Linked DNA regions of Mus musculus: region 2 is linked to region 1. Evidence: chromatin contacts called from public HiChIP or PLAC-seq data. All regions are on one chromosome and are shown on one strand. Each heading gives the region's core, a stretch centred on a gene start, on an enhancer-like site or on the middle of the called end of the contact. The rest is flanking DNA. Distances are from core to core; before and after follow the strand shown. Region 1 has its middle 35 kb from the start of Gm39205. Region 2 has its middle 54 kb from the start of Otud4.

What was found. HiChIP or PLAC-seq counts read pairs in DNA pulled down with a chosen protein or histone mark.
Region 2: an H3K27ac HiChIP or PLAC-seq map of oligodendrocyte precursor cells shows a contact between it and region 1, with 5 times the contacts expected there. The contact joins two enhancer-like sites. A contact is called at or near these places in 6 of 484 Hi-C or Micro-C datasets (the C2C12 cell line, cranial neural crest, nephron progenitors and 3 more) and 4 of 115 datasets of contacts at active chromatin or transcription factors (bone marrow-derived dendritic cells, embryonic stem cells and oligodendrocyte precursor cells).

Annotation. Positions count from the first base shown.
Region 1 is chr8:79,473,292-79,476,874 of GRCm38.p6, reverse strand. No RefSeq gene overlaps it. Among named protein-coding and RNA genes, the nearest start is that of Gm39205, 35 kb to the right of the region's middle. Within about 2 kb of position 1,999, at least 26 of the 459 cell types and tissues checked have an H3K27ac peak or open chromatin away from gene starts, as enhancers often do. A contact at or near this core is called in oligodendrocyte precursor cells, where this site is marked.
Region 2 is chr8:79,583,603-79,587,185 of GRCm38.p6, reverse strand. No RefSeq gene overlaps it. Among named protein-coding and RNA genes, the nearest start is that of Otud4, 54 kb to the left of the region's middle. Within about 2 kb of position 2,000, at least 6 of the 459 cell types and tissues checked have an H3K27ac peak or open chromatin away from gene starts, as enhancers often do. A contact at or near this core is called in oligodendrocyte precursor cells, where this site is marked.

The DNA.
Region 1 (3,583 bases), core at 750-3,249:
TGCCCACTTTCATTAACACCTCCTTCCTTCTATTATTATCCTTTGGGTTTGTGTGACCCAGTAGGGCACAGAGACAGGCCGGTGACCACCTGAAACTCCAGCAGCAGAGGGATCCTACATGCCTGGATTTCACCTGCACACGTGACCAAATACCCATGCACCCATATGCATAATTAAAAATTAAATTTAAAAGTAGGTTACAGGTTTCCACCTGGAAAGAAAAATCTCAGCAGAAAAAAAAGTGCTTGCTGTGAGATCCTGTAACTCATAGCTGAGAGAGCTCTGACCTTCATGTGAATGCTGTGGCATACACACAATCACACACAGACACTAATAAGTGTCATTTAAAAACATTCTTAAAGTGGAAAAGAGCCACATGTGAGAAGTTGAAGATACTTGAAATTGGCTGGCTAGAGCTTTTCCTCTAGAACTCTGAGACATGAATGTAGCCTTTATCATTCTGATTTTAGCCTGGTGAGATCCACTGAAGACTCTGTAGCTCCTCGCTACACTATAATGAATCTAATATGTATGATTTTCACCCACTGATGTTTTTGTTAGTTGTCACAGAAGCAATGAAATCAAGGACCAGGACTAATTTAATTACTGTCATCGAAATGACATCGTCCTATGCAGCTGTGACACCAGGACAAAGAGATCCTTTGTGTTCCAGCACAGGACGCCACTGGGATGCATGCTAAGCAAAGAAATCAAGAGGACCTGGTCAGCGTGACCACCTCTAGAAGAACAGTCCTTTAGTACTTCATGATTTACCATTTACAAATGAATAAAGCATTATTTGAACTCAAAGCAATGGGGCTTTTACCTAGAAAGCTATTCTGGACAGTTGAAAGATCAGGCTTTTATGATATACTCTAAATAAATTCTGTACTTCATGATTAGGCAGTATTATAACCAAAATCACATACTTTGTGAGTTTGTTGTTGATGATGGTGGTGGTGATGATGTCATAATTTTGTTTGTTTGATGGGACAAAAGCTCTGTACCTTATCCAGGTTGGCCTTGAACCCTGGATGCTCTCCTACCTTAATATCCCGAGGTTCAGAGTCACAGGTAAAGACCATGAAGCCCAGCCTTACAACCCCCTATTTTATAACTTTGTACTACCAGGAGCAAAGAACTGTTACTCTTCCAGTACTTGGGTAATACCTTTCTTACCTAAGAGATGTCCAAGTTTTATGAAAGTAAGGACTATATATTTAGCATCTAACCATTGCAGCACCGTGAGCAATACACACTCAATAGGACTTTCACAAGTATTTATTGATTAGATGATATTCTAGTTTGGCTCTTACATGTTCCCTAAGGCTCCCATGTTAAGGGCACAGGCACCCCTTGGTGCTATTAGGAGGTAGCAGTGGGAGCTGAAAAGGGAGCAAACTGGAGATGTTTTCCTCAGGGCTTAACCTAAGGGGATTATTCTCCCTAGGCCATGAGGTGATCAGCTTTGCTAGAGTACAAGTTTCTTCCACGAAACAATGTCCACCCCCAACAGGTCCATGACTGACAGGTCAGTCAGTCATGGGTTTGAGCCCTCCAAAATTATGATCCCAAGCGAACTTCCTCTTCTACTAAGGCTGTTGTCACCAGTATTCGTTTCTAGGACAGAGGGTAGACTACCACACGTGGTGGCTAATTATTGAGTAAGGTCAGCAGATGAGAGTTTTTCAAGCAAAAAGAACATAGAAGGTTCACAATACGGACTCTAAAAATAAAGGATTCTAACATGCAAAATATAAACCAAACCATAAAAATAAAAGGTATTATTCAGAGACACAGAAATGTGTGGCTATAAATAACCACCCTTCTAAGGCTGAACTCTATTAAATCACAGCTAAATCGAGTTCCTTAGCCTTCTCGATCCAGAGAATAAAGTTTCAACTATTTTTCAGCTCATGGTGTTAAGATCCCTGGACCATGTTCACAGATTGAAGCCATTTAACACAGAGCGAGCCTTTGTACAGCTGTCCCCACGTCAGCTGTCACTGGAGGCCTTTAATTCACAGGCTTCTCTGTTTGCTCTCTGGAGTTCACTGGGTCTGTGCTTGCCATGTCTGTGGCTCTCGGATTCTTTTATCTTCCTGATCGGAATAAGGGAACTAAAAGGCTGAGCAATCCTGTAACATACAATCGGTAGAAAACGTCTCAGGTGAAAAGGATTCAGAGAGAACCCTGGTCATTCACCATGATATTAAAATCCTAGCATGCAGCAAGACTGGTCTATCTCCCAGGCTCCTTTGCGGTTAGATGCGGTTAGTCCCATGACTGGGTTTTCTGGCTGATGGATACCGAGACTAGTGAACTCAGAGGAGCTGTTGCGTAGTAGGGGAGCCATTACATCAGAAGAAACCCAGCATGCTACTTGTTTTTTCCTCAGTACTATAACAAAATACCCGAGGAAAAGAAACTAAAAGAAGGATTTTCTTTGACTCTTAGTTTGAGGAGATACAATGTCGGGAGCTTGGAGAGATGAATGCTGACCCTCGGGCTGCTTTCTTCCCATGGGTCTATGACAGTGTGTAGAACAACTTAAACCCAAGTTCAGGAAGATCTTCCTGCCCCAGTTAAACCTGTCTGGGAAAACTGCAGCACGCATTCCCAGAGGTTTATGTGTTAGGTAACCCTAAACCCTGCCAAGCTCAGTTATAGCTATTACACTTGGGTTCTTAAGTGGTCACAAACTCCAAAACCAACCAACCAAGCAAGCAAGCAAACAAAGTTCTTGGGGTCAGGAACTTAGCTGTGGTTACCATTCGAAGAACTAACTAGAAACTTTTTAAATTTTTGGAAGAATTTTGCCACTGAAGTCCACCCTAAATGTGAAATTTAGGCTTTTGAGCACACAATTTAGCAAAAAGCATTCCATACATCTAAGAGAGCTTCAAGGGGATGTGTGTGTGTGTGTGTGTGTGTGTGTGTGTGTGTGTGTGTCTCAGGGGTGGGGTCCCTAATTTCTGCTGTGGATATGGCCAAAGGAGATGATGGGTTGGAGGTCCTCCTGGGGCAAAGATCAGGGAAACTGGGTTAAGGGACAAGATGAGGCCTGAGAGCACCCTGGAGGGATTTTAACTCATGGATCAGTGTCTCCTTTGAGTCTCCATTCTTATCTTTTCTTAAGAATGTAGTGTTAAAATCCATCCAGCCTTGCAACCTGCACAAAGCCCTTCTTCCCTCTCTCACAGATAGGGATGGGCGCCCTACTGAGACTTTGTCTGTGAGTCCGGGTTGCTGGGTCTCTCTCACTTGGGGAAGGGAGTTTACATCAAAGGGGGATATTGGTGGCCACACATCCTGCTCCCCACCCCCTTCCCTGCCTCTTGTCTGGAATCAGAGAGCCTAGCTTCAGGCTCCTGCTGAGAAACCAACCCCTATCCTTAGGAAGTATAAGAAACTCCTACTTCTGCCATGTGGGCCTAGAGTTCCTCTAACTGGAGCATCCTCTCAGTTCCTTGCTCCTTATCCAGCTGTTAGTCCTTGGATTGAATGCATCTTGTGGTCTCAAGGAACACTCTCTGTTTCCACATCCTCTATTGTTTTGAAGATCTGTTACTTTCTAACAGAC
Region 2 (3,583 bases), core at 751-3,250, 110 kb before region 1:
CAAGAGAGGGATTATGGGATGTAAAGGACCAGTTTAGCGTTGTTTGCTGGCTTCCTGTCACCATAGGTAATATGTTCAACAATGCAAGCAAATTCATAATTTTACACACACACACACACACACACACACACACACACACCACACACACACACACACACACACACCACATACACACACACATACACACACACAAACACACCACACACACACACACACACACACACACCACACACACACACACACACACAAACACACACACACACACACACACGTGGGGGGGGTGGCGAGGTTCTGTGTCATTTGCCTCTTTGGGTCAGTGACACACAGCTCTCCCGCAGTGGCCCCAGAGCCATCTTAGCTTGTGTAAGTAGGTATACTTTATGATGTTTGCAGAATTACATGATTCTCAGAACATATCTCTGTTGTCAAGTAATGCATTGTAGGAAGGGGAGGGAGAGAGAAGATGATGACTTGAAAATCTGAAAAAATTATCGTCTTCTAGTATAGAATCTTAACATATGTAGATCTGTGAATTTTTTTGTTGTTGTTTTGGTTTTTTTGGAGACAGGGTTTCTCTTTGTAGCCCTGGCTGTCCTGGAACTTACTCTGTAGACCAGGCTGGCCTCGAACTCAGAAATCTGCCTGCCTCTGGTTCCCATGTACTGGGATTAAAAGCATGCTCCACCACTGCCCAGCTAGATCTATAAATTCTTAGGAGACTTGTGTTCCATGAAAAGGATCCTAGAACCCAAACCTCTACTTAATTTACTATCTTGAATTTCATGTGCTGTTAAAATCCTAAAAAACAGCCATACTGTCCTAGTTAGAGTCAAAAGTGAAATAATTTAGACTAAGCATAACACACACATCTTATTATATATCTAATTCATCAAACCACTTTGCATAAATTCATATGCATGGATATACAGAAAATATCACACTTATTCCTTGTAGTAATATATTTAAATTTTATTTATTGCCAGGCATGATGGTACCTTTAAATGGTGGTGGTGTTAGAGGCAGGAGGATCTCTGTGAGTTTGAGGCCAGCATGGTCTACATAGTGAGTTCCAGGACAGCCTGGTTTAATATAGTGAGACCCTGTCTCACATCACCTCCCAAACTTCTTTCTTTATTTTATGTGTATATGGGTATTTTGCTTGCATGTATGTATATGTACCAGGTATATAACTGGTAGGTGTGGAGGTCAGAAGAGAGTGTCAAATCCCTTAGAACTGGAATTACAGATGGTTGCAAGTCACCATATGGGTGCTGGGAACCAAACTTTGGGTTTCTCTCTCTCTCTCTCTCTCTCTCTCTCTCTCTCTTAATTTTATTCACATTGGTGTTTTGCCTACAAGTATGTCTGTGTGAGAGTGTCAGATCTTGGCGTTATAGACGCTTGTGAGCGGCCATGTAGTTACTGGGAATTGAACCTGGGTGCTCTGGAAGAGCAGTCAGTGCTCTCAACTGATGAGCGATATTTCCAGCTCATAATAAGTGCTCTTAACCTCTGAGCCATCTCTCTATCCCACATGAGGATATTTTGAGTTTGATAGTTCTTTATAGTTCTCAGAAGTGTGGCACAGTGTTACTTAAATCAGTTCTCTCCGCATCTGGCAGTGACTGACATAGCGTTTCTTGCTGTGATTGTCCCTATTTTGCTCTAGTTTTTTCAAAAGAACGATGTTGGACTCCCGCCCTTTCTTACTGGCTCTTGTACTGGTTTTCTTTCCTTGTTTTAATCTTCATTCCTCTATGTTTTTAAAAAAACACATTTTACTTATTTCTCTTTTGTGTGTGAGTCAATGTGTCACAGCACGCCTGTGAAAGTCCTAGGACAGGCTTTAGTTCTCGTCCCAGGATGTGGCTCCTGGGGATCTGACTTCCAGGCTGGAGAGGAAGCGTGTTTACCAACTGAGCCACCTGGCTAGCCCTCTCTGTTCTTGAATCTGTAATAACTCTTCCCCCAGAAAAGTCTGGCCCTTTGTTAAGATGTCCACACTCATTCTCCCAGAAGGGGTCAGCAGAGCTCCTTCTCAGTGAGCTACTTGTTGCCATAGGAGAGCAACAAACCCCTTTTGGTCTTGTTGATGTAGTAAAGTTTCCATGGAACACTGTAAATCTTTTAGGCTCAGCTATTCAGACTGGAGTTATATCTTTATCTAACATTAACTTAATATTAACTTTAAACAGCTTTCAACTCAGTAAATTTCATTTAAAAATTATATTTGTGGATTTATTTTCTGCTGAATTTCTTACTGGGAAGGCAGTCGGTCACCAAGTTTGGCCTCATATATCATAGATCAAAGTTCAAATCAATATATAGAACAGTAAAGATCTGGCAACTGGTCTACCTTACAGTCTGTCATCCCTAAGTTGTCCAGAGGCATCACACACATGCTTAGGGCAGGAGAAACCTAGAAATGACACCTCCCAAACGGACCAACCCCTTCAGGACACTGTTCTTAGAGGTTCCTCTAGCCCTCCCCCTTATTCCAAAACTTCTTCTCTTGTTTGTTTCATTGGTTCAATAACTAGAGCCAATAACTAGAGCCAGCCATGTGTTGTTCATAGAAGGATGTAACTGTAGGCTTAATTTTAGGCATTAATATGGTCAGCTAAACTTTAAGTTTGATACTAAGGAAGAAGAGAGAGATGTAAACAAAAACAAAGGTAAGCACCTAGGGCTCTTTCTCATAACATCAGTATATAGTAGGGTTCTACATTAAAATGCCCTGCCATGGGCTGAGCCGCCAGTCTGTTCACTCTCTATGGGGATGCTTGCTTGACAACTTGAAGTGAAGAAGACCAAATCACTGCCGCTGTACCAAGTCTCAGGGATGAACTGGAGGTTGGAATGAACTAGAAAAAGAAGGATGACCAAGAGCATGAAAACACTGAGCATAGAGAGCTCTGTGCAGAGTTGTGGTAGGAGGAGAACAGGGTGATAGGAAGTAGCTGGAGAAAGATTTGAAGTCCAAGGAGTGCTTGTAAGCAGAATAGAGAATGCATCAGTCCACTTGCAGAATAACAGCAGTGGTCTAGGAGAAAAAAAACTCCAAGAGGATAGGGTGAATAACTCCAGGAAGAAGCCCTCAAGAATAAGGGTAGGGGTGGCAACACATGCCTTTAATCCCAGCACTTGGGAGACAGATGCAGGCGAGTTCAAGGCTAGCCTGGTCTACAGAGTGAGTTCCAGGACAGTCAGGGCTACATAGAGAAACCCTGTCTTAAAACAAACCAACAAACTAACAAACAAAAACCAAGGGAAGAGGAGGAGGAAGAAGAAGAGAAGGAGGAGGAGGAGGGGAGAAGGTAACGAAAGGGAAGATGGAGCCTGGCAGTACAACTTCTTGGCAAATGTTGAATTTCATTTAAGCTTTGCTAACCTACTCTGCTTCATACACATATTTCCAAATTATATACAAAATCAAACAAAGCTATATCAAAATCAAAGGAGAAAAGAATAAATATATAGCTGGATTGAACAATAAAACAACTATCACCTAAGTGGGAACAGAACCAAAAAATGACTAAGCAAGTAGGCTGAGGTTAGTTTCTGGAGAAAGCTGAGGGCATCT